2 separate regions of the Oryzias latipes genome follow, and region 2 is linked to region 1. The links are chromatin contacts, called in public Hi-C maps. All regions are on one chromosome and are shown on one strand. Each heading gives the region's core, a stretch centred on a gene start, on an enhancer-like site or on the middle of the called end of the contact. The rest is flanking DNA. Distances are from core to core; before and after follow the strand shown.

The links. A called contact is a pair of places that touch in the nucleus more often than the background predicts.
Region 2: a Hi-C map of embryo shows a contact between it and region 1, with 1.9 times the contacts expected there. The contact joins two enhancer-like sites. A contact is called at or near these places in 2 of 5 Hi-C or Micro-C datasets (embryo and gastrula embryo).

What each region holds. Positions count from the first base shown.
Region 1 is chr6:29,968,769-29,973,864 of ASM223467v1, reverse strand. All of the region lies in intron 3 of LOC101157694 (tetraspanin-9), which reads right to left. Among protein-coding and RNA genes, the nearest start is that of LOC101158193, 110 kb to the left of the region's middle. Within about 2 kb of position 2,009, at least 3 of the 8 cell types and tissues checked have an H3K27ac peak or open chromatin away from gene starts, as enhancers often do. A contact at or near this core is called in embryo, where this site is marked.
Region 2 is chr6:30,086,838-30,091,436 of ASM223467v1, reverse strand. It overlaps LOC101158193 (tetraspanin-33), which reads right to left. Exons shown (of 8, transcript XM_004069857.4): 5 at 3,883-3,978; 6 at 3,370-3,498; 7 at 1,671-1,832. Among protein-coding and RNA genes, the nearest start is that of LOC101158193, 11 kb to the right of the region's middle. Within about 2 kb of position 1,631, at least 3 of the 8 cell types and tissues checked have an H3K27ac peak or open chromatin away from gene starts, as enhancers often do. A contact at or near this core is called in embryo, where this site is marked.

The DNA.
Region 1 (5,096 bases), core at 760-3,259:
TAATTCCGCCTCGTTTAACCACAAAATCTCACTTTTCAGATTCCTTTACAGAAGTAAAGTCCATTAGATTTAGCAGATTTGATCAAATAAAGTAGGGCTATTGGAGTGGATCACCTTTCTATTTACCAGGAATTTCCAGATGTCTTTTAATTATGATGATGCCATTTTTAGCCAAATCTAAAAGCTTGTGTTGTTTTTTCTAATTTCTGCAGAGAGTTTATTAGAAATTCATCTCTGAGTTGTGGCTGAGACTGCAGGAGTCCCTCCTTCCTGTCATCTATCAGTTTAGCTAACAGCGCCTCACAAACCCGACACAACATTAGCGGTACAACAAAAACGTTGAGCAATATCGGAGCCGTCCAGTTTAGGTCCAGATTCCCGCTCAGACGAGGAAAACAAAGACTTTCATGGATCTGTTTGTCTACAAGTGGATGATGCATCAGAATGGAGCGGGGAGTATTTTCTTTTTCATAAATAAATTGCATTTTTGCGTCTGCCAGAGGTTTAAGCTTAATTGTCTTTATAAATGTCCTCTGTCATCAGTAAAATGCTACAAGAACATGTAAAAAAACACAATTCTCTTGGGAGTGGGTCTTTAAGATCCTCACTGAGCGGCTGACTTGCATTCTTCATGCTCTTTCTGAAGAGATTTAATAGAGCAGGTATTTCAGACAATATGGATGCCTCAGAGCTATACACCAAATCCCACCTAGAATGAACACTGCAGCGCTGGAGGAAAAGCCCTCTGAACAGCAGTTTGATACGTTTTCTGCTGACGGGGAGACGAGGAAGAGAGCCAGACGCTCCTGGAATAACATTGCAGAAACATAAGACGGTGATTAATCAAGAGGGGGTTCTCATTAAATCCAATCAATGCAGGACTTAGTGTTTGTTTGGAAGAGGCAGGAAGAAAAAAACACAAACAGGTTGGAGTTACTTCAGTCTTTGACTCCATAGAATGTATGAAATATACGTTTAAATCAACATTATTTTCTCAGCTTTCTCATGCTGCTTAATTATTCAAAGAATCTGATTCTTCAACGACTTGAACAGAGAATCTAATACATATTTTAAGTGAACAATGATGCAGAATTAATTAAAAGATATTTGCATTTATCCCGATGTTCGAAATGTTTTTTAAAAAAAGTCCACATAATGCAGAAGCGAGGAAAACAAACAAACTAAGCATGCAAAAACACAGCGCACTCACATTCGTTGTTTCTAACCCTTTAGCTTTTTTTATTGGATTTGTGGTTGTTTGATCAGCCTTAAAACGTAAGAAAAGTTATGCAGACGGTGTTTCACTGTGTGTGATGCAGCTTGCAGGTACATGTGTGCCCTTGCTCGCCCGTGCGCCCTTGCTCGCCCTGCCTTGTTTAGCTCTGTCAGTGAATAATAAATCTCTCACTGGCAGCTGAAGCTGATTTGGGTAAAATTCGGAGGCGGATTTGTTTTCTTCTTTGAGCATTTAAAAGGTAACGGAGGCGTGACTTTGAACAAAGATGCTAATGAGAATTTCAGCAAAGTGCTGGACCCCCTTGATGACTTTCTGCGTGAAGGGGGGTGGGGGGGTGGACGCCACTATCGTGTCACGACGCCGTGTCTCCTCCACAGAACGGGCACCGACCTTCTGACAGCTGGTCTGCATAAACACAGTGAGTCTCATTACCCTCTGGGAGCGGGTTAATGGCTCTGACATTTACCTTAGCGTTCGATACCTCAGTTAGGTTAGGAGAAAGGTGCGACTGGAGCTGGTCAAGCGGACAAGTAGAAGACGGATTAGACGTGTTAGAAACCGTTAGAGCACTGATCCGGTGTCAACGGGACTTTTTTTTTCCCAGGTGAAGCTGCTGATCACAGAGGCGACTGAAATCTGCAGCCCCCCCCCCCCCCGTAAATGTCAAATATTGGCAGCTGCCGAGGGGGCCAGGTCCTCCCGATGTGGGGCCCGATCTATTAGGAGTAACAGGAACCCTAATGATTGACGAGTCGCAGCGCCTCATCCATCAGGTCAGGCGCACGGGGGCCCTGACACTGCCATGTCCCTTCCCAGCGGCCGCGGACCGCTACAGCCCTGAGTTATATTTGTCAGCTGACATCAGTCCCCTGCTCTTCCCCGACTATACAATTTCCTACCCCCCCCCCCCCCCCGTGTCTTTTTTGCCCCCTTTTTCAGATCTATGCTGTTTCATCAAAACTGCTTCTCCATTACAGAGCTCAGAGACACCAACGTTTCAGGAAGTAAGTGCACTTTTGCTCAAGGGGGGGGCCGCAACACGTGTGCCGGCGTGATTTCTACAGCCGGCTGTAAAAGGAAAAAAGCAGGAGCTGCTGGTGTGGGGGTCTGCTGTCCTTCCACTTCTGTCACTAAACGATAAAACACAATAATCGCAGATCAAGCCATCCTTTACATCCATTTATTAATAATTTATATATATATATATATATCTTATAGATCTCCTGTTCTGTTCAGAGACTACATCACAGGTGGGGTACATCACCATGGAAACATGGAAAATGTCAGGAAACTGCAATAAAAGTCTTTTTATCGAGTTATTTGAGGATCCTATTTTGATTATTGTCTTTTCTTTGCCAAGTACTTCACTGCCCAACTTCATCCGCTTCATTTAAAGACCCACTCTGGGATTTCTTGCTGCCTTTTTCTGATAATGGAGGGAGGACATATGTAAATAAAACGAAGCTAAAAACTGCAATTTCTGGGTTTATTCACGTGAATCAGGAGCGAAGAAATGCTGTTTAAAAAAAAGAGCTTAATTGTGACACGAGCTCCCTGCTCTGAGCTCTCGCTAAAGAGAAGGGGGGCGGGGTTGCCTCACGCAAATTCAGAGGTGAATTCCTGATGAACTCCTGCCGCTCTGCAGAAACTATGTCCTGGAAATGTTTTTTGATAGAGGCTAAAAACTGAGAGTTAAGGATGAAAGAAGGTCTGGATGGAAGAGTCAGGCATGGATCGGTACAGGTTTGCCACCCCCCACCCCCATGCCCCCCCCCCAGACCGGGTGTTGATGAGCAAACATTGTGCTTATCGTAGAAGGATACCTTCAAATGTGTCCTCATGTGTCAGAAAAAGATGTGAATTTCAGGCAGGAATGAAATGAGATGGGGGGGGGGGTGGTGTCCCTGTCATCAGAGTTTTGGAAGCTGCTTCATGGGAGTCGTTAATTGTCTCATGAGAGATGTCAGGTCTCTTTATTTCCCACCCCCATCTTCATTTTCATTAGAATGAAATTAGCTGTTGATCCGTGCTGTAATTTTAATTAAAATGCAGAAGTGAGCACCACTGAGAACAGCTGAAATATTGTTTATCTTTGCACTTTAAAGTTGGGACTGTTCGCGGCGGGGAGCAGGGATTAATGAGGGGAAAGAAAAAATAAAAAGGTGCATCAGATTCAGGTCAAGACTGCAGAAAAATGGAGAAAACTCACCCTGAAACTCCAATGAGAAAAACAAAAAAGAGTGTAAAAAAGTGCGGCTGTTTAAGAACAAAAAGTGAGATTCAAAGACAGAAGAAGAGAGACCCAATAAACAGAAATAAAGACATGAATCCCATTCCTCTGTTCCCCTCTCGTTCCCTCCATTTCTGCGTCAGGCAGTTCAGCTGGCACTTTGTGTGATGAAGGATTTTGAACACTTCCTGTGAGACAGGTGCGCTGAACCACAATAGCTTCTCCGTCTCTTCTGAAACCAATCATTCTCTATTTTCTTTCACTCGTTCCTACTTAAGAAAAAAAACTCCATCAGAAATGAATAAAGTCCTTCACTTATAAGATATAAATAAAAATATCTTGGTTGATGCGCCTGCACTTATCAGCGGACGAGTAGATTCTGTCCATCAGTCCAGAAGATTTAATATCCTGTCAAACAACACAAGACTAAAAAAAGTATAGGTTAAAAGACGATTTTAAAGTAAAATACAAGAAAACCAGCAAGCAAACCATTCATGATAGGAATTCCTAATAAGAGTTTTGATGAGAAATATCTGTGAATATTTTTGTGCTGTATGGTTATTTAAAATGACCATCAATTGGTAAATATTATAATATAGCACCTTTCTGCCTTGTTTTACCCTACCAGGATTATTTTCAAATACATAATAAAATAATCTTTTATGTCTTTTCTGTTCAAAGTGATGCTAAATTAATTGAGGTCCTGGATTAAATGGATCGTTGTAAATTAGCGACAGACGGGGTGAAGGGCTAAGGCCCAAAGTGCTTTACATTCCCCCACGCACCCACTGATGGTGGCTCCGCTGTCTTATGCTACGGTGACATGTATGACCGCTACACCGCGATGGGGGGACGTCGGCAGAATCGTCCAAGATTTCATGCTGCCGCCTAATTTTTTCAGAAGTCGTTGCCGTGGTCACGATTGCAGACGGCGGCGGTCACACAGCCAAAAGTCAGGAGGGGATGCTGTAACGAAATTGGGCGACAGCTGGGCGGCCGCAGCTGGGCGGCCGCAGCTGGGCGGCCGCAGCTGGGCGGCCGCAGCTGGGCGGCCGCAGCTGGCAGCAGCGCTAATCGGACAATGTGTAAATGTCTCCGGACGGAGGCCGTCAATATCAAGTCACACCGGCTGGGGGGGGGGGTAGATAAAAAGGGGGCCATTCTGCATCACTGGTCTTCTGAAACCCAGATTTTGAGCACGCATTAAATTATATTGTCAGTTTACAAAATTAACATTTTTAGACAACATGTCTCCCAAGGAACGCAGCAAGGGCAAAGCCCCAGTGCCCAAGAAAACGAAGGTCCAAGTGGTCCAACCTTAGCAGGAGTCTTCATCGGATGAAGCATCAATGCAGCATTAATGCAGCATCAATGCAGTCCCCCCTTTCAAACCCACGGTGGCCAGGATTGCCAGATTGATGCCCAGCATTTGTTGGGCCCCCGGCACATGTCAACAGCCTTCGTCGAGCGCTGCTACCGTACGATTTCTAACAATCGGGGGTGGGCCGTCTGAAATCGAATTTGCCTAACGTGCATAACGTGCATGTAGGTTGCGGCGCGTTGGCATTTTGGGATATGTGACCGTAGTCTCACAACACATAACCACATTGTGGTTTTGATGGAGCCGGA
Region 2 (4,599 bases), core at 382-2,881, 120 kb before region 1:
GTGACTGCTTACCTGGTTCAGGTGTGTCCAGCCAATCAGAGCATGTTGGAAAACCTGCAGGAATGCGGCCCTCAGTGCCCCCCTCTGCACTAGACAGAGCTCTGAACCTTTTTTCTTCAATGATTTGTGATCTTCACAGGTGTCCATGGATTACATGAAATCTTTCCACCTTTATCCACCTTTGTCATGGTAGGGAGAACACGTCAATGGAAGGGGGGGGGGGGGGTCATCTTAGATAGCACAAGGGTTAATGGTGGCTTTTCTATAGATTTTATCTCCATAGCTACCATTTTATTTTTTGGTCCCCTGGTGATGACGAACAGATTGATGTCATTTTTGAAAGTTTCGACAAAAGTAAACGTCTGGATTTCCTTGGCGACGGAGGTTTTTTGTTACTTTTAAATAGAACATTTTTGGAAAATCTAAGATGGTGACCTCGTGCTGAGGTCAAAGGTCAGCAAAACTTTGATTGTGATTGTAGAATTACCCTTTTGTGGCTCAAACAATATATTCTGATTCAATATTGTGATAACTGACGCTAAATGGTCGCTAAGCCGTAGGCCCTGTGGCCATCCCATAATAATTTCAATACTTGTGTGTGTTTTGGCTGCATTGGTGGGTTTTAACATGTTTGTTGGAGCCCCAAAATGGATTTAGCCCCGTTCCTTTTATCAATGATTTCTCCGTCTGTGATGTCATCGTGGTTTTTTGTTGTTCTTTATGTCAAAAGTGTCTTTCAGATTCTCTTTATAATAAAATCCTTATCAAGTAACAAAGACACTGACTTTTTGTCGGTGAGACATCTATGTTTCCATACATGGGGGGGGGTTCTACTCTGTCCCATCGATCCAATTTGCAATTCGCCCGACTGAAATCCTGCTGTGTGTGGAGTTCATTCAGTCTCAATGTGCAGAAATGCACACAATCTGTTTCACAAATACACACGCTCTGATTCACAACTCTAATTTTATGCAAACCTGCAATAATAATTTGGAAATGTGCACGTTGTGTTTCACAAAAACGCAATTACTGTTTCCGAAATGCACAGTAGATGCTCCACAAACATCATTTTCGGTACACTTGTATAATGAACTCACAGATCATGTGATTTGCAAAATGTGCATTTATAAACCCCTCCGTTTGTGAATCTCCCAACATTTATGAGAGAAATCCCTGCAATGAATTTTGAGAGTCTCTTGACGCTGGCAGGTCAACTAATGTCATCAATCTGTCAATCAAATTCATCAGCAAAGCAGGCGTCTTCGCTTTCAGCCAATCGAACGGCCCTGTGTGTTCATATTACAAGTGTACCTAGCGATTGTGTTTGTGAAGCATCTATTGTGCATTTCGGAAACATTTATTGTGTTTTCGTGAAACAGAGTACATGTGTGAAATACAACCTGCGTGTTTGTGAAACACAGGGTGTGCATTTGTGAAAAACAACGTGTGCATTTCCAAATGTATATTGCACGTTTGCATGAAATTACAGTTGTGTGTATTTGTGAAACGGGTTGTGTGCATTTCGGATTATTGAGCCTGAATTGACTCCATAGCTGTGTGCCGATCTGCATGTTAGCGCGTGAAGGCCCGCACGCCGTGAGTCTTATCTGATGCCTCCTGCTGGTCCGCCCCCCCATGCAGACCCTGCAGGTGTGTCGGGGCTTACTTACCTGAGGCAAGGCCAGGCCCAGCGTGAGCGCCCCCACCAGCAGCAGATGGGTCTCGATCCACATCACGGCCCTGTCGGCGCAGCCCACCGGGTAGATCGACTTGTTTGCATCCAGATACTTTTGGGTCTGGACCCCGAAGCCACACATGGTGTTGATCACTGTCTGTTGGCAGCAGAACACACAGACCAGGTCAACCTTTTCCCTCAGTCTTGACTTCAGGCTGCAGTTTCTCCTGAAACGTTCGGTTGGAGGCAAAACAATGAAAGTGGTTTAGCTCGTAGTGAAGTAGTTGTGTAGAGAGGGGAGTCTCTTTGCCACCAGCAGGCGGCAGCACTGCATCAATTCTGTCTTCTTTAATTAATTGCCTTTTTTTAACCTCATGCTTGATAAAAAGGTTGCTCTGATCTGTTTCCCATGAGCATGAGGTTTCATCGATATGCACGTCTTGGCTCAGCGCGCCTGTTGGTCTCCTGGCCCTAAAGCTTCCCTGCTGACTCGGCACCGGGATTAGGCGGAGGTTTTTGCACAGAGACGTGTATTCATACCGGCAAAAAGCTGATTAGACATGCATAAAACCCAACGGCTGCATGCGTTTAATGCGAAAGTCCAAGGCGTGCCTCGTTTCTGTTTCTTTCAAGACTTTTCGAATTATTTGTTGTTTTTCTGTGATCCATATTCCCTGGGGATGTTCTCCACCATCTGCAGCTCCATTCTGACCCTTTTCCCAGAAGGATTTGCTCTTCTCGTTCAGTCGCTGAACTCTGAACGAACCAGCGCCCAAAGTTCCCATCACCGACAATATATGAAAGAAAACTGGGAATGATCTTTAGCATCTGCATGTTTCTATGAGGGAGCATCTCATAGCTAATTAGATCAATTTTCAACAGCTCATTGACATAATTGGATATTTTCTTTCATTTAAAAAAACAAAAACACAACCCTAGAAAAAGCTTGATTCTTGTTAACGATGTTTCGGGTAATTTGCAGCCTTTTAAAAACATTTTGTTTTTGTGCCTAATTTCGGGGAATTAGGAGATCGTTAAAGACTGACAGTTGGGAAGAATTTCTTGAAACAGAGTCAACAGTCGAAGCACGAACGAAACCGGGAAGCAGACCGGTTTGATGAACACAAAGGCAGCCAAAAACGTCCTTTAGGTTTGTGTGTAACCCTTGACCTATCCTAGGCACTTTAACATCGGGAGTTGGGTCATCTAGACCCACTAGACAGTGCTCTGAACCTTTTTTCTTTAATGATTTGTGATCTTCACTGGTGACCATGGATTATCTTTCCACCTTTATCCACCTTTGTCATGGAAGGAATAACCCGTCAATGTAAGGGTGGGGTCATCTAAGATAGCACAAGGGATAAACGTCTTGAAACTACAACAAACACACATCAAATCATTGAAGAAAAAGGTTCAGCACACTGTCTAGTGGGGCATAGATGACCCCACTCCCAATGTTAAAGTGCCTAGGATAGCACAAGGGTTACTTATAAACTTTTTGTGCCTATTTTCGTTCTAACATTTTCAAAATGTGACATGCAGCTCATCAGAATGCACTGGAGCTTCTTAACGTTTTGGGTCGCAGCTCTCTAACTGCAGTGTGTCCTCACATGAAGGCGGTCAAAAACCCTGTTTGCATCGAATTGACACCGTCGTTTTGAATGCATTCATTCATGAGGGATGAAAAGAAGCACCTCGCCGGGGACGGGAGTGCAGCAGGAGTACGGCACGGCGCAGCGCTCCGAGCTGGGGTTTTCACGGGTGCAGTTGAAGTACAGATTCCAGGACCAGTCCGTGTAGCTGTTCCACCCACAGCACTTGAACTAAATCACAAAGGAGGGACAGGGACACAGACAGACAGACAGACAGGCGGACGGACGGACGGACAGACGTATATTTAGAAAGATGGTTTTGGTCCACGTTGGACATCCTGCCAGCCTGGGCTTCCCTATGGGAGAAGCCCAGGCTCTCAAATGTGCCAGTTTGTGCAGATGGAGGAGAAATGTCACATGAAGAGACCACAGAGTTGCCGGAAGTGTGTGTTTTCATGAAGCCGCTCATGTGGAAAATCCTCACCAAGACCAAAAATAAATGAAGGGAATAAACACATTTTCTGGCTTCTGCCTGTGAGGTTTTGGTTTTGTGTTCTCAGAAAGCCAAGAGGTGATGGAAACAAACGGGAGGGAAGCGCGGATTTCCTGAAGCACCTCCTTTTGGATGTAATCCATGAGGTTCTGCAGGTCCAGGTCGTCCCGGTAGTGCACGATGGCCTTCCTCGCAAACTTTTCCAAAGCGCTGCGGGTCTACGGGAGCATGAGTGAGAGAAGGCAAACAGTAATGTATCTTTAATAGGCGCTGGTTCACGGTTTGAAAGGCAATTAAAAGCATCAGAGCTGCAGAGGCGAGTCATTTAGACATGTCACGTCCACTGCAGCGTTGGGAGCATTCACTGGCACACAGAAACCTCGCACAAATCTCGGCACCATCAATTGCTCACAGTGCATTAATGTCAAATTGTAAAGTGGCTTTTTGTGTTGCATCTTTTCCTCAAATGCTCCGGGAATCCCAACAGAGGCTAAAAGCGATAATAGCTGGGATCGTTTCTAATCAAAGGTGCGTCTGCAGACTTGTCAGGCTTCAGCATTCATGAGCAGTGAAGCACCTTAAGCTTTCATGTGGGAACCTGTCAAAAGGAACATTAATTCATTTTAAATGAGAATATTAAAATACAGAAAAAAAACAATTGATTTGACTGTAAGAGATTATATAACACATGCAGCTTCATTGTTCTGCTTAACGTGAAAATAAATAAAACACGCAGAGCATTAAATCCTCTGTTCCGGAATGTAAAAGCATCTTTTGGATCGCAGTTTAAGAACAGGAAGTGGCGCTGCTGAAGTACAGCATGAAAAATAATAACACTT